Regions from separate parts of the Mus musculus genome. Here all the other regions are linked to region 5. A link is a contact called in public HiChIP or PLAC-seq and promoter capture Hi-C data. All regions are on one chromosome and are shown on one strand. The core of a region is the stretch at or near the end of the contact, and the rest is flanking DNA. Distances in the headings are between cores, read along the strand shown. Region 1 overlaps Neo1 (neogenin). Region 2 overlaps Neo1 (neogenin). Region 3 holds the start of Cd276 (CD276 antigen). Region 4 overlaps Neo1 (neogenin). Region 5 holds the start of Hexa (hexosaminidase A). Region 6 holds the start of Hcn4 (hyperpolarization-activated, cyclic nucleotide-gated K+ 4).

Region 1 (3,943 bases), core at 68-2,567, 560 kb after region 5:
AATGAGTGCTAAAGCAGGAGGTGAGCAGCAACAAAGTATATGTCAGTGATTGGATAATACCTTCTCTTAGAAGACCGTAGTTCTGAGTGCAGGGACAAAGAAAGGGCTTGCTTACCATACTACAGCTCTTGGTGGTGTGATGGCTCACGCTTGGTGGTGTGATGGCTGGTGTGATGGCTGGTGTGATGGCTGGTGTGATGGCTGGTGTGATGGCTGGCTCACGCTTCCAGGACCATCAAGTACAGGAGTGGATTCTTCAGAGTTTCACTTTTCAAGACTTCATTTCTAGTTAGCACCAGCCTGGAAACAATAGTGAAATAAATAGTGGGTGGGGGAGGGGGGGGGGGCTTTTGGGATAGCATTGGAAATGTAAATGAAATAAATACCTAATTAAAAAAATAATGAAATAAATAAAAAAAAGCTTTAAGTGGCTGCTTTAATTGCATACCTGTAGATTTATATTCCTTGCTTTGTTCAGATATCTTTGTCTATTGATCTAGTTCATAATTCTCCAGATGAACTAAACTTTTTAACTTTAGAAAAATTTGAGAATATTGATTTTCAATTATTTCTGTTATAGGATTGTTGTTTTTTATGTAAATAGGCTTCTATCACCGTAGATTTATGAAAGTATTCATCATCTTTATTGTAAATGGAGTGATGGATGTTGGCTGATTTGCGCCCAGTACACACCCTGGGAGTTACTCAGTGGCATCTGTCCTTCCCTTTTCCTTCCTGTCTTTTTTTTTTTTTTTTAAATACAAACCCATCCCTATCCCCACCTCCTATTTCCTAGCCAGGTCACCATAGGAAACTTTCAGTTGGTGGCACCACCTCATGACTCGTCACCTCGTGACTCGTCGCCTCGTGACTCGTCACCTCATGACTCGTCACCTCGTGACTCGTCGCCTCGTGACTTGCTGCTTGAGTTAACATTTTGCCCTCTGTATTTTTCTTCCTGTTAGTAATCTCATCATGGCGCAGCTGTGGTGAAGTTGGTCTTAGATTGGTTGCAAACTTTAAAATACATAATTTCCATTAAGCGACCAGAATAGGGAGACAGCGATACACTGGAGGAAGTTGAATTGGTCATAAAAGTAATAACTCTTTGGGAATAGCTAGAAGTGCCAGAGATTGTGAAAATTTATTTGTACACGGTGGCATTTATGCATATAAAATAAGAGCAAAACAAACAAATTAAATTCTGATGATTTTTTTGTTAATCTTAGTCAGCTTGTAGCCATCACTATAACAGTGTTTGTGTGCTATTATGGGAAAAGCCTCATAGGAATTCTTTTCCTCATGCTGAAATGTATCGTTTTGTTTGTGTGTTTAATCCAGCTCTGGCAGGTTGGTCTTGCTAGCAGGAGGTTGCTTGGAGATCAGTGATGTCACTGAGGATGATGCTGGGACTTATTTTTGCATAGCTGATAATGGAAATAAGACAGTTGAAGCTCAGGCGGAGCTTACTGTGCAAGGTATGTAAATATTTACTGTGAAATTAAAAATGTTGTTTACTGTCCAGGTCTACTGATTAACAGTAATATGAGAAAGGCAGTACATCATAATCGTTAAAATGCAAACGTCTAGACCGTATCACTTGAATTCAAATTCTGAGTCTGCATTTCACAAATACAGCAATAGAAATTTTTCTTTTCATATATGTGTATGCAGTATGTGTGTATGCATGTTCACATGTGTTTGAGGAGCACATGTTGGGGAGTGCATGTCTAGTCCTGAGACTGATAGCAGAGTCTCTTAGTCAAATCTAGAGCTTGCTGGTGAGGTTACTCTTGCTACCCAGCTTTCTGTGGGGATTCTGTGTCTCTGCCTTCCAAGGCTGGAATTACAGATGAGCTGCCACGTGCACCTGACGTTTGTGTAGGTTCTGGGATCTAAACTCATCCTCTTCACTTCAGCAGTTAAAGCACTTTCTGAAATGAGTTTGTTAGAGAAAACTGTAGAGAAGTTTCACATAATTAAAATTTACCATCTTGCAGACCAACATGTTATTGACACAAGAATAGGAAATAAAAAAGAATGAAGTCCAACTATTAATTGCAGTACTGTGACCACAGTTGTCAGGATCAGAGCCTGACCCTAGCAGCACCAACAAGCGAGGATTAGCCACCTGTCTTCAACAGGCCAATTAAAGAGAAAAATAACAGTGAAAAGCAGAGAAAGAAGATTTACTCAGTGGCCATAATGCAAAGAACAAATAAAGAAGTCTAGTGACCTCCACCTCTCAAGTCCTGAATTATGTATGCCCCCAAACCCGGAAATTGTTGTTAGGAGCATCAAATTAAATACATCTCTCATACTTGTTAGCTTCTGGTTTTACTTCACTATTTCTCTTCGTGGGAACTTTTCTTCATATGGGTATGGACAAAACTTTAGGGTTTTGTGGTGTGCATGACTCAGCAGTCCTGGTTAAGGTGGGATCCTGCCATTCACTACTGACCTTCATTATCTGGGCTCCATTCTTTTCTGCCAGATAGTCTGGCATACACTAAGAACTGTGCGAAATTTCTACTTGGGCGGAAGCTTCCTCTTCAGAGCCGAGGAAGGTACCAAGCTTCACAATGAGCTTTCTGGAGGAGTTCTGTGTCTTGGCTATTTTTTTTTTACTAGTTTGACAGTCAAAGAGAATATGTTTTTACAGACAAATATCTGTCTTCAGAATATTTTTGTTCTGCTGGAATGGTTACAATTATACAATTTAAAATATAAATACAGGAATTCACTTTCAAGGAGGAAAAGATAGGCCCGTGCGTGCACACACACCCACATATATAACAATATATAATATATTATTAAGTGTTAAACTATTAAAAGAATAGTAGACTTTCAACTGGAAGAAAATGAAGTTGGGTCTAAATGTGAAAACACAAAGAATAAATGGAGTTATGTTTAATATTATCTTGGGTAGAAGAGTGTATCTTAAGAAAAGCAGGGACAAGAAAGCTGGTTCAGGTAGTAAAGATGGATAGCTTGTCTTCCAGAAAATGCCAGGGGACCTGAGTTCATTTCCTAGTACCACATTGAGCATCACATAACCCTCTTATTTGGGGGCTAGGGTTTATGTCTCTTGTTCTTTAATTCAGGTAGGTTTTGAGTTATTTGAATTAATGAGAGTATAATACAAATGATGCGTGACTTCTAAGGTTTATATTTTAAAGCCATGTATATTGCCTTTTCTGATTGCCAATAATAACGAAGAGGGTAGTCTTTAATAAATTGTAACAAGACTAAAATTGGAGCCTTCTCTTATATCATATATGAAAGTCATCCCAAAGTAGATTAAAGACTTAAGATTGACTTTGTAAAGCTGCTGAGAGAAATGAGAGAAAGCATGAGGTTTCTGGAAAGGTTAAAAGGTGTTTTAGTTGGTTTCTTTTCTATGTGACTTATAAATAGCACAGGCAAAAAAAAAAAAAAAAAAAACCAACAACAACAACAAATAGGCTTTCATGGAATTAGAAAGTTGCACAAGAAAGGATGAAGGAATCTTGGAGCGACTACTACGAAATGAGAGCAAATATTTCCAAACTATACATCTGATGAGAGGTTAATATCTAGAGTAGATAAGGAATTCAGTTCAGTGTAAGAAAAGAACCCAGTGCTTAAATATGTTCAAAGGACCTGAAAAGACATTTCCTGAAGACAGAGAAGTGGCCCATGGGTATATGAAGCCAAAACTATGAATAATCATTAGATTGTGTGAGTAATCATTAGAGAAATTCAAATTAAATCCTCAATAGGATACCACCTCACACACAGTAGAACTACTGTATGATCCAATAGTTCTTTTTATGGCTGTATGTTCAGATGAAATGAAATCATTGTGTCAAAAAACTAAGTTTACTCAACCATGCTGGTTACAGCGCATAAGTAGCTAGACTTAGAATCAATTTAGTAATTCATCATGGATGAATGAACAGCA
Region 2 (3,480 bases), core at 750-3,249, 640 kb after region 5:
TGATAAGCATTTGAGGCAAATGTGAGCAGTATAGCAATCTTTCATATTTAGTATTTTATTTAAGTGAAAAGTCAGTATCAAAATCAGTAAACACTGTATTTCACTTCTGACATACGTATATAATCTTGTTACATACGTGCTTATCTGTGACCAAGGATGTTAATTTATAGCTCTTTTTATATTTCTTCCTTAAACATTAAGTAAGACTGTTTTTATAAAAGGATAAAAAGCATGTGGCAAGACACTTAGGAAGGACGAGTCTTAATGTCACCTGTCTTGAAATCCTTGACTGGCAGGTTTTTCATTGTGATTGCTCTGGTGGCATGTTAGCTGCCCTTTGTGATTTCTGTCTCTAAGAAACAAGCTAAAGGTAGCTTTCCATATAGAGATAGAACACTAGAAATAAAGTTGATAATTGTTCTCATGGTTTAACAGTAATAATCAGAAATTCAGCTTTTTGGATCTTGGTTAATGTAAGAATCAGAACAGAGTATTGAGTTTCATGGCTTTGGACATGTGCTTGTGTTCAACAAGTCTTTTTTTACATGGGAGGGAACTGTGGGCATAGTGTTTTGAGTGTAGAAGCATGAGATTTCATAAAGCGTTACGCTGAATATGCAGAGAATGTAAATATGCCTTGCTGAATACGCTGAATATGCAGAGAATGTAAATACGCCTTGCTCTTTCATTTGATAACTGTTAAGCAGCACTTTGCTGTTCTAGTATTCAAAATTTTTCACCTGTTGGTATTTAGGGTACATCCTTTGAATTTCTTGGTTATTCTTTAAATGCTAAATAAAATATTGGGAAATGCAGGAATATAAACCAACTAAATCTTGGCAAACAAGGTGAGTTCAGTGGCAGCTTTTTGTTTGTTTGGTTGGTTGGTTGATTTGTTTGTTTGTTTATGTGATGTGTTCTGGAAAGTTTAAATGTAGCTTACGTGATAATCATGAAAATTTAAATATAAAGAACTTAAAATGCTGAGTATCTCTGCCAGTTAGATTTTGCCTGATGTGATAGCATATGAAGAACAACAGGAATCTTGAGGCTTACATAGTGTGTGTCACTTGGGAGATGATAGCCTCAGAAGTAAGAGGATGGAGTAGTTAGTAGGAACAATGGAAAAGGGGTCAGAGACTAAATTAAATCCTAGACTATGCCCTAGAAGTTCTGAAACTATACTGTAGGATCCAAGAACAACTGTTCTTTTCTTGTATAGATTTTTTACTTCTGAGAACATATCAAACATTATAGTTAGCCTCTAGATTTATTCTATTAAATGAAGTACTTATACAACTTTATATTCGGGCTCCCTTTGTTTCTTTTAAAATATGATTCTTTATAAGAGGAAAGAGGAATTAACATTAACTCTGTTTTGCAGAAATAAATGTATTTATACATTTCTAGTCAAGCTTTATTTGTGAAAATATCTCTTATAAGTGTTTACTAGAGCTCCGTGTACTCTGCCTCCATAAAGAGGAAGAGGACATCCCTGAATTTATGATGTTTGTAATAGTTAACATTTATTGATCATTTACTACACACAGAGCAGTATTCAGTGTCTCATGGTCTTAAATTTCCATTTGGTGTTGTAAACAGATGTCCAAGTGACTAATTACATGACTTGCCCCACAGCAAAGCACTGCCATGTAGTGGAGCTGGTGTTCACGGGCAGTCTTGTAAGCACTGCGTGCCATTAACGGTCAGGAGCAGCTTTTACTTTTTATGCTTGCTGGCCTCTTCTCAAGAGCTTGCCACTGCTTTCTGGCTAGTAACTTGGAATTGAGGAATATCTTTATGGAGGAAGAAAGAGAGAAACTGAAAACTAAGAATAAGGATTATAAAACAGAAATAAAATAAAGCCTGGGGTTTCTGCCTCTTTGAGGTCTGCTGCTGGGGAGACCTCACTCATTTGAACCTGTGACTATAGGAGCTCAGATGACAGTGTAAGCAACCAGAAGGAAGGCTTGTGTTTTGTTTGTTTCTGTTGCTCAATTCATAAGTGACAGAAAAGGAAGTGAGAATCTGATTTGAATCTCTGCTTATCTTCCTGCTCTTGCTTAAGTTAACTTTATACTTGAAAGGACAACTTCATAATCTGGGGGGGTGGGAGGGGGAGCCAGAACAATACTGATACTAGCCATGCCAGATCAGCATCACCAGGTCCTTTGGAGAATATACTTGTTTGGTACAAGCATCAGCCTCACTTACTCCCTCAGTCCCTTTTGTTATAAAATAATCTACTACCACATGTCCTCTCTGACCATCACTTCCTGGGCTAGAGAAATGGGAGGGGGTCCCCCACTTCCTGAACAGCAGATTGGTAGTTAGGTCATGGCCTTGAAACAGAGGCACCAGTCTTCTAGGTACCTCCTTACACTGCAAGCTGTGTCTGTGTACCTTGGCACACAATCTGTAGTTTCCCATTATTTGTGTTGTTTCATTTTCTTACGGAGTAGACTGAAGTGTTTTGTTTTTAGAAGACACTTAACTAGCTGTGGAATGGACTGTCACATCTACATGTTGGGTTTTTACTGACGTGATTTCTTCTGCTTCAGCCTTAGGGTCAGCAGGAAAAGGAAGCCGACTACCAGACCTGGGATCTGACTACAAACCTCCAATGAGTGGTAAAACCCCCTCTAAGACTTTTTCAGCTTTCTGTGGACATTATGCAGTTCTGCTTAAAACTTTTAAGTATGGTTTATGGCTTCAATGTTGGCTTATGGCATGTTAATGTGGTTCATTTTAATTATCGGACCTACCTTTGGCCATTTTGTGGCAAGTACTGCTGAATTACTAGAAGCCTATTTTCATCATAGAATCCTGTCTCTCTGCATAGCTAGCTGGAAACAAGACTGATTCCTAAACAAATGATCTGTCTCCTACTACCTCGAGAGAAAAGAGTTAGACTTTGAAACACTAGCCCTCTGGTAGGATCCCCGTCACCCAGCAAAGCCCGAGAACCGCTTCAGAATCTCAGCATCTCCCCTACTATGTTTTTTTAAGTCTGGGACTTCTAGGGGAAAATACTCTACTTTTCTACCATTCTGCAAGTTATTACCCTCAATTTTATAACACTTCATTCTTGGTGATGGAGCATAGTTAAGAGCACAAGCTGTTCTTGCAGAGAACCTGGGTACAACAGGACCCACACAGTGGCTTGCCACTGTCTGTAACTCTAGCCCAAGGCATCTGCCATCCTCTTCTGGCCTCCTTGGGTTTTGCATGATGTGATCTACAGACATATATGGGCAAAACATTCATACTCACTAAATAAAAGTCAGTAATTTTTAATTTTATTAAAAAGGCACTTTTCTTACCATTTCTGAGTTTACTCTCACACTTGAACTCACCACTGATCCTCAACTCTGGGATGTAGGGAGAACAGATTGAAGTATTCCCAATTAATACGGTAAAAAAAAAAAATGAGTGGAGAAGTGTCATCTTTGACTCCACTCTTATTCTGTCATAAAACCA
Region 3 (4,018 bases), core at 1,368-3,867, 980 kb after region 5:
CCTTGGTTTGCTATCTAGCTCTGCATAAAACTGGGGATGGTGGCACATGCCTGTAATCCTAGCATGCAGGAGGTAAAGGTAAGAGGGTCAGAAGCTAGCAATCATCTTTGGTTACATAGCAAGTTTGAAGTCAGCTTGGGCTATAAGAGACCTTGTCTCAAAAAACCAACCACCCTGTAGTCTCCCCTCCCCCAGCCTGAAACCAGCTTGCTCAGGGGTGGAGCTTCCTGCTCATTCGTTCTGCCACGCCCACTGCTGGAACCTGCGGAGCCACACACGTGCTCACCTTTCTACTGGACCAGAGATTATTCGGCGGGAATCGGGTCCCCTCCCCCTTCCTTCATAACTAGTGTCGCAACAATAAAATTTGAGCTTTGATCAGAATAACTGTCTTGGCTACATTTCTTTCTCTCGCCACCTAGCCCCTCTTCTCTTCTAGGTTTCCAAAATGCCTTTCCAGGCTAGAACCCAGGTTGTGGTCTGCTGGCCGGACACAACACCCATACTTTCTAATCCTTCTCAAACAATTTCAATAATTGTGGACCAAGCATCCAAACATATGAGCTATGGGGGCAAGTCTCATTCAAACCACCACAGTGCTGGTCCAGAAAACAGAGAAGGAGAATAGGAGGACCCTTGTCCAGACAGAAAGTGTGGAGAACACCTTTCATGCCAATGCCTCTGCTTCAGACAGGACTCTGTTGGAAACGTCCCTACGGTGAACTTGCTAGAAATACCAAGCCAACCTCTTCTAAACTAAGAGACTCTTGAGTGCTAGAACGGTCATCCTAGCTTTCTATATCTGTGGCCAACTGACTGAATCGCAGCTGAATGGTCCTTGAGACACACTATAATGCACTCTTTGTTCAAGTTGTTTCCCTTTCCTGGGGGGCGTCAGAGCTCCTTGAACTGAGAACCAATGCTCATTATTTTCTTCCCTCTCGGACTGTGCTCTTGAGCAAGGATAAGAAAAGCCTCTGCATTGTAAAGTGTCCCTTCACCACCCATCACGGTTGAGTTGGGAAGCTCATGGACACCTAGCCTGGTAGACACAGCAGAAAAAAAAAAAAAAAAAAAAAAAAAGACATCCTGTTTCAGGCAAGATGGAAGTCAAGGATTAATACCCAAGGTTATCCTCTGACCTCTACATGAGAGTCTTGGCTCAAGGGCAGGACCATGTATACAGGTTTTTTTTTTTTTTTTAATGCCAAATTTATATTTAGAAGCATAGACATAGCTATATTTGATCTCAGCACACAAATTCAAGGACATAGAATAGTTCTGCCTCTCCCTAAGAGCTGGGTGCCCTCGGGTGAGCTACTATAAAGCCTGTGTCTGAATCTCCTTATCTGCAAAAATGCGAGTAACAGCACTCACTTCACTGAATTTGGGGGATTAAAAGAGATAAATTGTGAAGAGCTTAAAATAGTAGCTGGCAGAAGCCGAGACCCGTGTGGATTCACGATTATTTCCTAAGCTCTCTCTGACAGCTGCTGTCACTTGGTTGCTAAGTCTGCAAGCAGTGCAAGGTTGGAGTCCCTTCTTTCCTTGAGTCTCAATTTTTTTTTTTCATCTGCAAAACAGAAATAATTTCTACCTGGTGGGACCCTTGGGAGATCTATGGAGGCCAGAGAGGAAAGCATGCTGCCTTCATTTGAGCCCACAGAAGGCCCTCTACGCTGTTGCTGTTTCCTGTCTGTGTAATGGACAGATACAAACACAGGTGAAGGGATGTTGGCAAATTCCAGACAGACTTAATCATCCTTTGCCCTCCTCTTGTCGCTGCCTGCAGCTAGATTTTTTTTTTTTTTTTTTTTTAAGGACATAGTGAAAGGGGATGGGGATAGATAGATGGCAAAGAAAGGGTTCAGGGTTGAGGGCACCCAGGCTTACTCTTCTCTACAGAACCTGGGCTAGCCAGCAGCTGGCATGCGGCTGGGATAAAAGGGTTGAGAGCAGCGTTAGTCCGGTTGCTGTGGGTGTAAGAAAACGAGGAAAACCATCTCAGTGGAAATTGCCCTGTGGTTGGCTCAGGCGCCCACGACACTGTATTTATAGAGAGCTCCCAGCAACTCGGAATTCTTCGCTGTCGAGTTAACCCTTTCCGAGCCGCGGTGCTGGCCTGGTGTCGAGGGGAGAAATTCTGGACTGAATGGGGACAGCTGGATTGCAGCGGGGCTTGGAGCCAGCAGTTCCGAGGGTGGGAGTGGTCAGTGGCCGGTCACCTGTCCCCTCTCACCGAAAAAGAAACTTCGGCTCTTGGAAGTGCTAGGATCCGTGTGGGGGATGGGCAGCGAGTAGCCCAACACCTCCTCCTCCTCCTCAGAGTACTGGGTCTTCCCCCGTCGGGGTCCAACAAGGGTCTGGGTCGGGGCGGGTCCAGACCCCGGGCCCTGCCCAGCAGGCGGGCTCAGGCTTCACCCTCGGATCTCGCCGCAGGGCCAATCCAGCCTCTGGGGCGCACCCGGGCGGCTTTTCCGGGCCCCCAGCTTCCTCTGGCCGTCCCGCCCCTCACTCTCGCCCCCGGCCCCAGTCTGGCCGGGCCTCGCGGCGGCGGCGGCACCAACAGTGGCGGCGATTGGGCTGCGCCCCGCCGCGTCCCCGAGTCCCGGGAGTCGGCGCGGCGCGGTGAGTGCTTGCGTGGCGCGGGGCGGCGTGGGCTGCTGGGTCCACCTTTGTGTGCGGCGGCGCCTGGACTGCACGCGCTAAGGCGCCGGGTGCAAGGAGCTGGGAACTCCGCGGCCCTTACCCGCAGGGCACCGGCACCCTGATCCACGATGACCGCTGGGGCTCTAGGGTCCGGAGTAGCTGAGAGCACCCCTGCTTGGCCGCTCCCTCCTCGGGGGGCTGAGACCCGCTGGGATTTGTGGGATCTGATGACTCCCAAGTCTGGGGCTTGTGGGGCCCGAAACGGGGTGGGTGACTGATTATTCAGGCCCTGGGTGTGGAGTAGGGATGCAGGCAGGTAGGTCACTGGGTTGATGGTTCTTGAAGCTTAAGGAAGCTGCTAGCCAAGACTGGAAGGGAGGCATTCTCCGGACTTTGAGGAAGAAAACACCATGAATGCCAGCTCTGAAAGGGGAAACTGCGGGGGAGGGGAGCACGAGGTTAGGTGGTCCCCTGTTCTTGGATCTGAATGGTGAAGAGGGACCAGGTCTGCAGAAGAGCACGAGGGAACAGGTTCTGGGAATAGCTTTAAAGGCTCCTTCGAAAAATAAAAGACTGAAGAGGAAATGGGATGGGACAGTTTGGGCTGTCTTAGGTAAATGGAGATGGATGGAGAGGAGGTCTGAAGGAAGGTAGGGAGAGGCTGGAGGACCAGGGTGGCACATAGAGACGAGAAAATTGAATCCGGCTCTCCAGGGCCCTTTCTTACTAGGCCCCAGTCAACCAGTCGCAGATTTCGGAGCTTGAGGCAGTGGCCTGGCAGAAAGGGAGTTTTATTTCCAAGCCAAACCTGTCCTAATGAGAAATGTATGGTGGGTGACTCAGACCTGAGAGCTTATCACTGAAGGGAAATATTAAGCAAACATTAGACCCGAAGTTTGTATGTGCGTGACCGGGGTTTTGTGTATGTGTCGGGGAGACACCTACTTAATTGTGAAAAATTATTTCCCTTCAAATTGATTGTGGGCCATCTGTAAATGAATAGTGATTAAATTAAAACCCAAATCCTTAAAAAAAAAAGTTTGGGTTTTTTGTTTTTGTTTTTATTTTTGTTTTTTTAAGATAGTACCTCACTATAGATTTGGCTGACCTTGAACTCACATAAATCTACCTGCCTATGTCTCCCAGATGCTGGGACAAAGGCATGCACCACCAGGCCAGCTCAAAGACTTTTTTTTTTTTTTTTGAGTGTGTAGTAGTTACTTTCAGTTTGAGATGCCAATGAAAGTGTCTGAACAGTTTGAGAGCTATTTATTTAACTGAGCCTCCTTTCTCATTCCCTTTGTCCTCCCAGAAGTCCCTAGGACTCCTACTGTTTAGCAACAACGACATTCTGAGTAGTTTGGGGACC
Region 4 (3,976 bases), core at 432-2,931, 610 kb after region 5:
AGAGTGTTAGCGGAGCTTGTTCACTTCATGACTCCTGAGAAGTTGAGGAGAGGGAGACAGAGAAAGGGTTTAGGAGAGAGAAGAAAGGAGATCCCAAGAAATATTTCAGAAGATAAAGATACCAATTACATTCTACTATACATACTTGGATATAATGGAAAGTGAGGGGTCTCTGCAGATGTCAGACAGAGAAGCAAACCACATGAAAAGATAAGAATGAAAACCAGATTGACTTTATCAGCCTGGATCAGACTTCTGAGAGTCTAATGCCAGGTGGTTCCTTGTCAGCGTATTTAAAACATAGTACAATATGGGAAAAGGTTTCCAGGCAACAATCAGTCCAATTCCAGATGCACAATAAAGCTTAAGATGTTGGCTACATAGAAACTCCTTTTCAAAGTACATGTAACTATGAGGTGGTTTCCATAGATAAAAGGCCTAGAATCTAGTGTGGTCTCTGACCAATAGCATAGAGGTCAGCAGACCATAAGGGATCTCCCCCAAGGTAATGGTCTAGAGGGGGAAGAATCTGGGATAAACATTCTGTGCCATCTCCCTAAGGATGAGTTGAGGGATGGAAGAGTCTGGGGAAAGCATTCTGGCACATTTGGGTGAGGACTGCCTCCACAGTTAGCAGCCCCCACTCTCAGCTTTCTGGATGGAATGCAGGTGTGTGATTTCTCTCCTCCACTGAGGAGAAATCACACCCCTTCATGATTAACATTCCTGGTTCCCATAATGCTTCTCTGGAGTACCCTCGTACCCTCCACAGGAAAGGAAGACGTTAGTTCTTCTACTTACACACTTGTGCTTGTTGTAAGTTGTTTTTATAATTTACTGTGTCTTTACAATAAAAAGCATGAAATTACCTCCACATGGTTGAACAGCCTAGCAGCTTCCAGGCACAGGAGCTCTTTTCAGTAGGCTCTCTGCAGTACATGATCTTGGCTGGTATTTAATCTAGGGTGTCTAGCAAGGACTACTGTCTGGGAGAAAAAGATTGCAGGATTAAGATTTAGAAGTGTTGCATGCAAACAACATAGGATTCTCCTGTAGAATTGTCAGATTAGCACTAGGCTCCCATGTATCTCTTTGTCTCTGTGTCTCCCTCTGTCTCTCTAATACACACACACTCCCTTTTTCCCTCCCCACCCCCTCCTTTCTGGTATACTTGTTAACTTATACATGTGATGGTGTATGGAGCTGTACCTTCGTTGACACTCATGCATTGTGTAGATCTCACCCAATTCTAGGCAACGTCACCATGAACATCCCTGGAACTTAACAATATAGTAGAGTTCTTTACATGAGGAAATAAAGGGCTACCGAGAATGAACCTTTCCCAAGACACTCTTGCAGTTTGAAGGAATTTAGAAACTACACACACACACATTTTGTATTTCAAAATGAAATTTTAAATGTGCCTACTCACAGCTCGCTTCACTGACTTAAGTAGGTGTCAAATTAGAATAATTGGATCCTCTTAACCAAGGGCAACATGTCCAGCACAGAACTTAATGGTTTCCACCTTCAGAAACAGCTTCAGGTGTGTGTAATGTGTTAGTCAAGTGAAGGTATTGGTCCCAGACTGGCCTGTGTCTGTTGCTATAAACATGGACAGTGTGAACAAAGAAGCAGAAAGGCTCGTTCTTTTGCAGAGAGCCAGAAAGATCCAGAGTACAGCACGAACAGTATGTCCCCTGCACAACAGTCTCTCTAGGCTGGGGAACTAGATTGGGATCAACCAGTAGAAGACTGTGAGCCCTGTGCTGAGATTTTCAGGCTTATACTATGGGAAGTTTTGGAGCAGAGTGAGTGATCAGATCTTTGAACTCTCAGGAGTAAATTCTAATGTCAGGAGGACAACAAAACAGCATAATTTTTCAAAGATTGTAATTGCATATACTTGGCCTCAAGATCTGTGGTTTCACTTAGGCTCTGAGCTGCGATGACTGATTTCTAAAAGTCTTGGAGTAGTTTCCAGATGTTTTAATTTTGTGGAAGACTTAGATAGGTTGTTTTAAAATCAAGTGTTTGGTATAACAGAAATGCCCTAGAACGCTGTGAGCACTGCTATTTTATATCAGACTATGTGTCTCAGTATATTTGTGCTTATAGCTGAAGAAAACTTTATAATGTTACATTTTAATAGACTAACTCTTCCAAGGATTAGACATAAAAAGAGAACAGAAAAGAATAAGTGATTCCTAGTGACACAGCCACACTGGAAGTGAAGTTTCCATTTCCTGCTGGCTACATTCAGGGTCTTTACACTACAAGTCAGAATTTGGTTATTAGTCTACCACTTGCTATGACCCAGGTTGTATCTCCTTTAAATATCATCCTCTGTAAGACTGAGACAATATGGCAGTACAGATTACAGAATTGTTGTAATGATTTACTGGTCCACATAAATGAGGCAGAGTTCCTTGTGGAAAGTGCTCAGATACCTCTAGGAGACTGTTTGCCTTATTGCCCTACCACTTAATTCAAAACTGTGTACAAGGTAAGAGTGCTTATCTAGGCTAGTAGAAGCCCTGTGCTCCATCTCCACAAACGGCAGGTATAGGAGAAATGAAGTCTACAAATTATTTTCTTCTCTGACTGTTTCCTACCAATTTTCCCAGGAAGTTTGTAGTAATTTCTCTTTTTCTAGCATGAGGCCCTCTCTGAGGGGTGGGGTGGTATGTGTGTGAGCGAGATTAAGTTTGAACTTTTGTCTCTAAAAGGGAGATTTAGGTTGAGTACAAGGAATAAAATTTCTAAAATCAGAACTATCTCATAGATAGGCCACCTCAGGAAGAGCAGGTTGGCTACAGCTGCTTAGTGCTAGCATTACTTCATCTCTCGCACCCAGTACTGCATTCTGGAGCTGTTAACATGGTGGTGAAGATCCTGGCAGAGGATCCTAAGTTACCTATATTGTTTTTGTGGTCTTGGAATTTTGGGTTCGGTTTTTTATAGTGATAAAACTAAATGGATTGACATAAGGACAATTGAAGTGTAATTTATCAAGATGAGGAAAGTTGTCACTTCCCTGGGTATTGCCGATGTGGATAACAGGCTAAGCATTAAAGTTGGAAGTGTAGCTTTCTAATCTGTAAAGCTGAAAAAATAAATGAAGTCATATACCCCTACCACAGACTTTCCCCTGGGGCCCTTTGTAGAGTGTAATGAGGAGTATCTATACTATAATCATTATAGATAGGTTTTTCCATGTTTTGGTAAAGTAGAAAATACTGAGAGTTATATGCAGAGTTTGACACATATTGCATGCTGCTTTCAATATTAAGAAGATTGCCTGGGCACTGCTGTGTCGTCATTTAAGATGTGTTATTCTCAGCTGTCTTTTCCCTGTTCCTTATCCACAACCCTTATCAGATCAGAAAATCTGTTCCACAGTGATGTGTCTTGAATATCCCCATTAGTTTGCAGTAGTTACCCCAGCCTGCATGTTAGCCTTCAGTTTAATGGCCTTTTTTATGTTCATTCATTTTATTTTATTTCCCATCGTGGTTTTGTTTATTTCTTTTTTGTTTTTTGTTTTTCTGTTCTCTTTAAAAACCGTCGTGGTTTGCCCTTCATATTCCCCAATGTTTGCACATGACAAGATGTTGCCATCCCAACATTACCTCCCACTTCACTGACCAGTGCCACTACTGACCATCTAGCACCAGCCACAACGGGACCATTACCTTCAGCTCCTCGAGACGTCGTGGCCTCCCTGGTCTCTACTCGCTTCATTAAATTGACATGGCGTACACCTGCATCAGACCCTCATGGAGACAATCTCACCTACTCTGTGTTCTACACCAAGGAAGGGGTTGCTAGGTAAGTGCTGCATGTTTCGAGCCAGTGGGCTGCATCTTCTTACACCCTGCCTGGTCATGCTCACCCTGTTTTATTGTGCAGGGTGTTTTGTTTTGGTTTGGTTTTTTACCACTTTTCAGTCCAGAAAACAAGATTGTTGAAATAT
Region 5 (3,757 bases), core at 1,156-3,655:
GGAAGCTTACAATTCCTGTTGTAAAGGTAATAAAACCAATCCAACGGTCAACGCCACCAACGCCCGCCCTGCTTTACTGCTGTACGGAATGAAGTAGAGAATAAGGAAGTGAAAGGAAGCCATGCCAGGGTCATATCTCTCTCTCTTCCTCCCTTGCCCCCTACATTTTTTTTCTCCTTCACTATTTTGTTGGTGTTCAGACCCAGAAATTTGTGCACACTAAGTAATCTACCACTGACTGGCAGCTTCAACGATATTTTATTTTAAACATCACCAAGTCTCCCCCACTATTATCCCCTCCTTCAAAGAGTGAAAAGACATTTACAGCTTTTTTGTTTTATCACCCCCAGAAAGGCTCCAAGTGTAGGAAGACAGAAAACAAAACAAAACACAAACAAGGAAGTAGCAGGAGTCTGGAAACGGCTCCTATGAGGTCCTAGGATGAGTGATGAATGCATTGTGTTTCAGAGTTCAGATCCCTCAGTGCACACAGACTTCAAGCACAATATCCAAAAAGGCAGGGAGAGCAAGTGTAGCTCAAAGAAACAAGACTCAGAGATTTCACATATCATACACAAACGAGTCATACACACACCACAGGAGTTCAGCTTCTCAGGCTTAGAATTAGCCAGAATTATCGTGAAGGCATATTATGATCTAAGTAATAAGAAAAACCACCCAGCCTGTTGAACAGGCTGACTATGGACAAAACTAACCCAAGGCCCTGAGCGTTCAGAATCAAATAATAAGAGATAAATGTATACTTTTGGCCCTCATCTAAATACAGTTGTTCCTAATACTTACCTCCACTCTGAAAGTATTTTTATCATTATTTCTCGTTATGTAACTCTCCATTCTCCACACACTCTTATAAATGTCATCATGAAACTCTCTTCCTCTTTGAAAGCAATAGAATCAAAGGCAACCCAGTCTTCTCCAAGAATAACTACCAGGTCACTTAAGAGTGTCTCTGACAGCCCAAGGTGGCCTCAAATTCAGTATGTGGCCAAAGATGACCGTGGACTCTTGATCTTCCTGGCTCCACCCCACCCCCATCCCCAAGTCTGTGTGCCGTCGAGACAGCTCTTATGAGATGCAGCAGGGTATTCAAGCCTCGTTGCATTGCACTTTACCAACTGAGAGAATAGAGGTTTGATGGTTAATCCTTCCCAGCCCAGCTGCCTGACCTTAGCTGTGTCTCTCCTCTATTTCAAGATGCATTTTCCATTTCCAACTCTGTGACAGAAGGGGTCTGGGTTGAGACTATAAGATCCCTGCTCCTCCAGCTTCCTCCAAACCAGAGTCTACGCCAAATCCGAAAACCTGCAGCTCATCTTCTCTTTTGAGGATCTTTGGAAACAGTAAGGATGATGGAGATGCCTTGCGGGATGACAGGGTCTTCACTTTCAACAGATGATTTGGAATCGTCTGCCTATGTCTCCGGAAGCTCTCTGCCTTGTGTTCTGATTCCTCTCACACTTTTACTAACCAAGTTATGTGCCAGACACATGCTGGGCTCAGTTCTGCAGCCCTGGTCACTGCCTCACAGGGACCCTATGCCACTTGAGCATGTTCTATAAAGGATCATTTTAAATGTCTATTGCCAACATATTGTCAATATTCTAACAGCCTGATTGAACTGTGGCCCTACAGTAGGCATTTCTTAAGAAAGAAAGAAAGAAAGAAAGAAAGAAAGAAAGAAAGAAAGAAAACCTAAATGCAGTTCTCAAAAGGAGGATTAGGGATAAACTGAGACCCCAAGAAGTCACATCAATGAAGGGGTGCTCGGGATAGGGGCTGGGCTGGGGAGGCCAGCTAGCTGGATAGAGAAAGCAAGGGGAGAAACGCGTGGGAGGTGACTGACTGGGCTGTGCAGAGGCCAACGGGAGGGTGTCTGGGAGCCGGGCCGGGGCTGACCCACGCACGGAAGGCGGCTCCTTCGGAGGGAAGAACCGGGCAGTGACTCACTTGAGAAGCTGGGTCGGGGCCAAGAGCCGGAACCGAAGAGCAGGTTACGGTAGCGTCGAAAGGCCTCGTCGAGGACGACGCAGCCCGCCTGCGCGGCCGAACTGACATGGTACCGGAACTGGAAGTTGTTGGGGTACAGGGTGTAGCGCCGGTGGTAGGTTTGGATGTACTGGGGCCACGGCCACAGTGCCGTGGCCAAGCAAGCCAACGCCGCCGCCAGCAGCAGCGAAACCCAGAGCCTGCAGCCGGCCATGGCCCACCGGCCAGCTCCCCTTCCAGCAGGCTGAGCCCACGTGAGCCCCGGTCAGCTGAGCGGCGCCCGCGTGACAATCGGAGGGTCACGTGAACGGGAGGGAAGCAAGGCGGGCTCGATCTCAGAGATCCGTAAGCAAAGGATTCTGCAGCTCCCGACCGGGTGGGCGGTGAAGGATCGATCCCCGCCCTGGCCAAGCCTCTGTAACCCAAACCCAAGGGATGGGCTGGGAGGGACAGGCACCGCCCCAGGGCATGGAGAACTAGCCCGGAGGATACGGGAAGAAGGAAAATGAGAATCCAATTTGCAGTGTCAACTGTGTGAAAGCGCACTTGAGCAGTCTTTAAGTAATCAGCCCCAGGGGTCTCAACATGGAGCAATTGAAAGACGTCCCAAAGTGTTGAAAAATTGTTTGTGGTGATTCCTAGTTGTGATACCAGAATTAGTGAGGGAAAGGCAGGAGGATTCCTGTAAGTCTATGGCCAGTGCGGGCTATCTAGTGAGTGCCAGAACCCGGTGTGTTAGCAAAAGCCTGTAACCCGAGTGTTCAGTAGGTCAAGCCAGAAAGACTGCTGTTGTAAGTGCAGAAGCCATGTTTACTTCTATAACTGAGAAGAATTTATGAAAATTTCTCTTAGCTAGAGGTGAAGCTCAGTGCTAGATAACTTTATTAGCATGATTGAGAACGCAGGTTCAATCTTCAACCCTGAAGTGAGCAGGAGGAACAGTGGAAGAAAAGAGAGAGAACTTCCACTTTGCTCATTAATTGTGCTAGACTTGGTATCCCAGAACATGGCAATTTCCATAACCATAGTCTTAAGGCTTGCAGTGATCTTTTTTTTTTCTTTTTTTTTAAAGATTTATTTATTTATTATATGTAAGTACACTGTAGCTGTCTTCAGACACTCCAGAAGAGGGCGTTACGGATGGTTGTGAGCCACCATGTGGTTGCTGGGATTTGAACTCCGGACCTTCGGAAGAGCAGTCGGGTGCTCTTACCCACTGAGCCATCTCACCAGCCCTTGCAGTCATCTTTTAAAAACAAAGCTTTAGGAGTCTCATGAAGCCCAGGCTGGCTGCTGTACAGCTGAGGATGACCTTGAACTTCAAACTCTCTAGCGTCCATCTCCTGGGTGCTAGGTTTACAGGTAGATTATGCCTAGTACACCTGATACACAGTCATGGGGTCTGAAACCAGGGCTCGTGCATGATAGGAAGACAAATGCTCTACTGTCTGTACTACAACCTAAGCACACCCCCAGCCTCTGGACTCTGTGTTTGGGGCAGCATGTTAAGTGTGTGGAAGTACATGTGTGTATGCTAACATGTGGGCATACGTGTTGCTTGTGTGCGATGTTGTGTGTCCTTCCTCCTTAGTCATGTTGAACTGAACTACCTTCTTGATTCCCGCAGATCACGGCTCTGCCAGCCATGGTGGTTGCAGAGACCCGAGTACCAGAGGATTTCACCAAGTACACTGTGATTATAGAATAGATGATGAACTGGTGACTCAATCCATTCTTGGGGTGATAAGGC
Region 6 (3,734 bases), core at 342-2,841, 720 kb after region 5:
ACCTTTGAGCTTGCCTCCAAAGTGGCCCAGACCCTGGAGGAGAGAAAACAGGAGCCTGAAGACTGAGGAAGTTCCCAGTGTACTGCAGGAGGTCCGGGGGTTTCTGGGACGCTCCAGGCATCCCACTTCTCTTGGAGCTCCCAGCGCAAGGAAGTAAAGTTAACTCGGGCTGGGAGGCTGGACTGGGAAGAGAGCCTGCAACTACACAAGGCATCCACTGGCATCCCCAACCTGGCCTCTTACCTGAAGTCACTGTAGGGGTGGATAATCCAAAACCCTGCTGACTTAACCCTCTCCTGCTCGCGCTCCACCGCTTTCTGGCTGCCGAACATCCTTAGGGAGAATTTGTTGACCCCAGGTTGCAGCATGGCACCGAACTGGCGCTGCATGAAGCCGCTCTGGCCCAGGCGCACCTCGGCCTCGGGGAGGATCTGGTCGCTGGCGGCCGCGCCTCCCTCCACTTTGATAGCGGTGTCCGCCGAGGGCTGCTCGCAGGAGGCAGAGGCCGGCTGCGGCGGCTGCTGGGGCGGCGGCGAGGCTGCGGGTTGTGCCGCGGTGGCCGGGCGCTCGGGTTCGGTCGCCAGGCCCGGGGGCGTCCTGTCCTCGCCGGGGGACGCATCGCCCTCAGCGGCGATGAGCCGCCGTTCCTCCGCGGAGTCATGCAGGTGCCCGAGACTGCTGCCGCCCCCTGCTCCACCACTGCCGCCGCCCCGGCTGCCCAGCGAGGCCAGACTCCCGCGGAAGCGCCTGCAGTCACCGTTGGTGCTGGACTTGCCGGCGCTGCGGCCCGGCCCCTCGCTCTCTGTCGCCCCGAGGGCCGCACCCCGGGACTCCGAGCAGCCCGCAGCCACCGAGGGAGAGGGCGAGGGCAGCGGCCGCAGCCGGATGCTCCTTCGGCTGGGGTCCTGGCGGCCCCCGGCCCCTTCTTCCTCACCATCCTCTTCCTCGTCCATGATCCACGCCTTGGCCCCCACCTGCTGCGGAAGGCTGTAGAGCCGCTTGCGCATGGACGGCGGCAGCTTGTCCATGGTGCCAGGGATTGGGCCGGGGGCAGCGGTGCGGGTGCGGCACGGGGGACCCGCTCCAGGTGCGCCTGCCAGTGAGGACGCGTCCTTCGCTGCCTCACGAGCCCATGATCGCGCGGGCTGCGCGCCGAGGGGAGGCTCCTAGTCCGGCTGCAGGTCCCCGGGTTCGCCGCGCTGCACCTCCTCCCGGGCCCGGCTTGGGCGCGGGGACCCCACGCTCCCTCCCTCTTTTCCCTCCCTCCTGCGATCAGGGGCGCGGCGCGCGGCCCGGCTCCAGGCGCCCCGCCCCCGCGGGGAACAATGGGCGCGGGCAGCGGCGGCGCTGCGGCCACCGCGCTCCGGGAACCGCTCCCGAGCGCAGAGCGCACTGCCCGCGCGGTTCCCGGGAGTGCGTCCGGCGGGTGTCTGGGGCTGTCAGCGCGTGTGACCGCCCGGGCTTTGCAGCTGGTCACCCGGGTTCTCGCTTTGCCTCCTCTAGCTGAGCCCAGCCGGCCGAGTCCTGGGGACTCCCGCCGCAGCGGAGCGGAGCCCAGCGGCCCGCCGGGCTTACATCAGCCTCCGCCTCTCCCGGAGCGCCCTCCGGCAGCGCTCGGGCTCCCGCGCCCCGGAATATTCATGAAGCCGCCGCAGCTCGCGGGTTGCCATAGGAGCGGCTTCTGCAGCCCGGCCTGCCTACCTGGGCTTCTTAAAGGGGCAGCGGCGTCCCAGCCCAGACATAGAGGGGGGCGGAGGGGGCCGGGCCCCGCGAGGGGCGCAGGGCGGAACCTCGCCAGACCTTAGGGACTGAGGTAGGAGGTGTCCTTACTCCTGTGCGCGTAATGATTCCTGCTGGCCACGGACTGAGAGCTCCCGCTGGGGCTCAAGATTTGGGGGCGGGGTTTCCCAGTCTCTCCCGCGAGCTTCGGGCTTTCCTTGCCTAGCCCGCTGTCTCCACGCTAGGGTCTCCGACCCTCCTCCGGGGAGGCGTGCCGGTCGTAAGGCTGCGGAGCGGCTGCTTTCCCGCAACTCGCCTGGAGAGGGGGTTTCCGGAAAACGCTTCGAGTCCGGGCGGCTCCCAGGGTTTTCCTGAGCCAGGGGCGGGGGGCGAATCCCGCGTGGGTCTTCCCCGGCGCGGCGAGGAGGGCTTGCGGGAAACTCTCCAGGCGCTCACTGGGCGCGCGGGTGGACCCACTTCTGCGAGGTAAGACTTCGAAGAAATGCGCCGACAGTAGCAGTCACAGATGCGGGATCCCAGCGCCGGACTTCCCACCACCCACTCCCCAGCGCCTTTCCCGGAGCAATTCGATGTGGGGTTCCCAAGACCAACGGGCTGCTTCCAGAAGGCTATGGGCAGGCTCCTCTGGCGACCTGACACTCTGGGGAAGGCTTTGACTCCCTCGCCTTGTGCTTCCATTCAGTCGAGACATCTGTGTGCACCAGCGTTAGAGGCTTCCATCTCCACCCAGACACACTCTTTAACCGCCCCAGCCCCCATTTGATCCCTCTCTTAATGCACCTGGGCGTCTTCTCGCTCCCTGTATTACATTCTCGATTTAAGGGCAAATCCCAAGCCTAAGGTATAGCTTAGGTATCCACACTTTAGTACAGCCCAACACCCAACATTAGCTCACAAAAAGGTGAAGGGGCGGTTCAGAGGGAGAACTGGCCAGAGAAGGTTGGAGTCTGTGTCAGTAGAGAAACAGACCCGTGGGCAGGAAGGCAAAGGGGTCCTCTACTCTGAGGAATAGCATGAAGTTTACATTTGAAATCTTAGCCCGCTTGTGTCCACACACACATCCCGAGTAGGGATTTGGAAGGCAGCAGGGTTTGGGTGGTGGGCCTTTTCTGCTCTATCCACTGGACCACAGAACTTCGCATGGGGGGTGGGGATGTCTAGGGTGATGACATCACCCGGAGCTGGCATTTCTACTTTTGAGCAGTTCTGAGCTGACAGTTCCCTGCACAGATGCTGGGAGGCACGATCTCTCAGTGTCCTTGGGTCTCCTTGAGGAGTGCTCTTAACTGCCTGAGAGCCCTGTCTGCCTGGTGGTGGATGAAGACCTCCCTTGCTACAATTTCTCTGATCACCAGAAACCACCCTGCAGTGACCCAGCTGCAGGAAGGCACTACACACAAGGCATCTTTTCCTGACTAACCCAAATATTGGTCATGTCTCCACTTCTGGTTCTTATTGAGTGAGTCCCCATTAATCTGAACATCAATGACACCAGGCAGCCCTTGTGCCTCTGGATTAAGTTCCTTGTGTGTGTGGGGGGGGGGGGGAACAAGACTAACTTAATCTCAAAAGCTTGGGCACCACCACAAGGGTGTACAAAGAGCAGAACAATTCTACCAGAAGCAAGGGACCCTGAAAGTTAACTACTGGTGATAAAGGGAACCCCGGGGTAAAGATGAGGATATGACTAAGATTCTGTTTCCTAGGAACCACTGTCCCATGCTGGCCAGGGGCCTCCTGTTGACTCTTCCTCTAACACCTCACTCACCTTCAACTAAATTAGCACAATCCATATAGAGCCAACTCTGGGTATAGATTTGACACTTGGATAAGTCAGACCCATAATAACCCCCTATTGAGGCTGAGGCTTTTTCTGTATCCTCCATATAAGGATATTAATAGAGGATACCTATCTACTGTTGTGCCAGCAAAATCTGAGGGGCAGATGAAGAGGAGGGAACCTTTGTGGGCTCCATGTTAGGAGGTTAGACTCG

Evidence for each region. Promoter capture Hi-C pulls out the DNA fragments that hold promoters and counts their contacts. HiChIP or PLAC-seq counts read pairs in DNA pulled down with a chosen protein or histone mark.
Region 1: a contact with region 5 is called in an H3K4me3 HiChIP or PLAC-seq map of bone marrow-derived macrophages, with 5 times the contacts expected there. The contact joins the enhancer-like site here to the promoter of Hexa in region 5. A contact is called at or near these places in 6 of 39 promoter capture datasets (the HPC-7 cell line, cranial neural crest, frontonasal cranial neural crest and 3 more) and 3 of 115 datasets of contacts at active chromatin or transcription factors (bone marrow-derived macrophages and pancreatic cancer cells).
Region 2: a contact with region 5 is called in an H3K4me3 HiChIP or PLAC-seq map of bone marrow-derived macrophages, with 4 times the contacts expected there. The contact joins the enhancer-like site here to the promoter of Hexa in region 5. A contact is called at or near these places in 12 of 39 promoter capture datasets (the 3T3-L1 cell line, 3T3-L1-derived adipocytes, the HPC-7 cell line and 9 more), 3 of 484 Hi-C or Micro-C datasets (the G1E-ER4 cell line, embryonic fibroblasts and reprogramming fibroblasts), 5 of 115 datasets of contacts at active chromatin or transcription factors (the NIH/3T3 cell line, bone marrow-derived macrophages, embryonic basal ganglia and 2 more) and 1 of 9 other capture datasets (embryonic stem cells).
Region 3: a contact with region 5 is called in an H3K4me3 HiChIP or PLAC-seq map of embryonic forebrain, with 2.6 times the contacts expected there. The contact joins the promoter of Cd276 here to the promoter of Hexa in region 5. A contact is called at or near these places in 5 of 39 promoter capture datasets (the HPC-7 cell line, cranial neural crest, embryonic stem cells and 2 more) and 5 of 115 datasets of contacts at active chromatin or transcription factors (bone marrow-derived dendritic cells, bone marrow-derived macrophages, embryonic forebrain and 2 more).
Region 4: a contact with region 5 is called in a promoter capture Hi-C map of the 3T3-L1 cell line, with 6 times the contacts expected there. The contact joins the enhancer-like site here to the promoter of Hexa in region 5. A contact is called at or near these places in 9 of 39 promoter capture datasets (the 3T3-L1 cell line, 3T3-L1-derived adipocytes, the HPC-7 cell line and 5 more) and 2 of 115 datasets of contacts at active chromatin or transcription factors (embryonic basal ganglia and embryonic limb bud).
Region 6: a contact with region 5 is called in a promoter capture Hi-C map of embryonic stem cells, with 2.4 times the contacts expected there. The contact joins the promoter of Hcn4 here to the promoter of Hexa in region 5. A contact is called at or near these places in 2 of 39 promoter capture datasets (cranial neural crest and embryonic stem cells) and 3 of 115 datasets of contacts at active chromatin or transcription factors (astrocytes, craniofacial prominence and embryonic stem cells).

What each region holds. Positions count from the first base shown.
Region 1 is chr9:58,976,160-58,980,102 of GRCm38.p6, reverse strand. It overlaps Neo1 (neogenin), which reads left to right. Exons shown (of 28, transcript NM_001042752.1): 5 at 1,342-1,478. Among named protein-coding and RNA genes, the nearest start is that of Neo1, 58 kb to the left of the region's middle. Within about 2 kb of position 1,317, at least 41 of the 459 cell types and tissues checked have an H3K27ac peak or open chromatin away from gene starts, as enhancers often do. A contact at or near this core is called in the HPC-7 cell line, bone marrow-derived macrophages and pancreatic cancer cells, where this site is marked.
Region 2 is chr9:58,898,315-58,901,794 of GRCm38.p6, reverse strand. It overlaps Neo1 (neogenin), which reads left to right. Exons shown (of 28, transcript NM_001042752.1): 21 at 2,562-2,630. Among named protein-coding and RNA genes, the nearest start is that of Hcn4, 77 kb to the right of the region's middle. Within about 2 kb of position 1,999, at least 10 of the 459 cell types and tissues checked have an H3K27ac peak or open chromatin away from gene starts, as enhancers often do. A contact at or near this core is called in bone marrow-derived macrophages, where this site is marked.
Region 3 is chr9:58,553,632-58,557,649 of GRCm38.p6, reverse strand. Cd276 (CD276 antigen) reads left to right here and starts at 2,617. Exons shown (of 8, transcript NM_133983.4): 1 at 2,617-2,628.
Region 4 is chr9:58,930,811-58,934,786 of GRCm38.p6, reverse strand. Neo1 (neogenin) reads left to right here. Exons shown (of 28, transcript NM_001042752.1): 8 at 3,612-3,831. Among named protein-coding and RNA genes, the nearest start is that of Neo1, 100 kb to the left of the region's middle. Within about 2 kb of position 1,681, at least 2 of the 459 cell types and tissues checked have an H3K27ac peak or open chromatin away from gene starts, as enhancers often do.
Region 5 is chr9:59,538,188-59,541,944 of GRCm38.p6, reverse strand. Hexa (hexosaminidase A) reads right to left here and starts at 2,405. Exons shown (of 14, transcript NM_010421.5): 1 at 1,969-2,405. The coding sequence starts at 2,221. It also overlaps a transcript of Tmem202 not described here.
Region 6 is chr9:58,820,806-58,824,539 of GRCm38.p6, reverse strand. It overlaps Hcn4 (hyperpolarization-activated, cyclic nucleotide-gated K+ 4), which reads right to left and starts at 1,591. Exons shown (of 8, transcript NM_001081192.3): 1 at 244-1,591. The coding sequence starts at 1,028. It also overlaps a transcript of Rec114 not described here.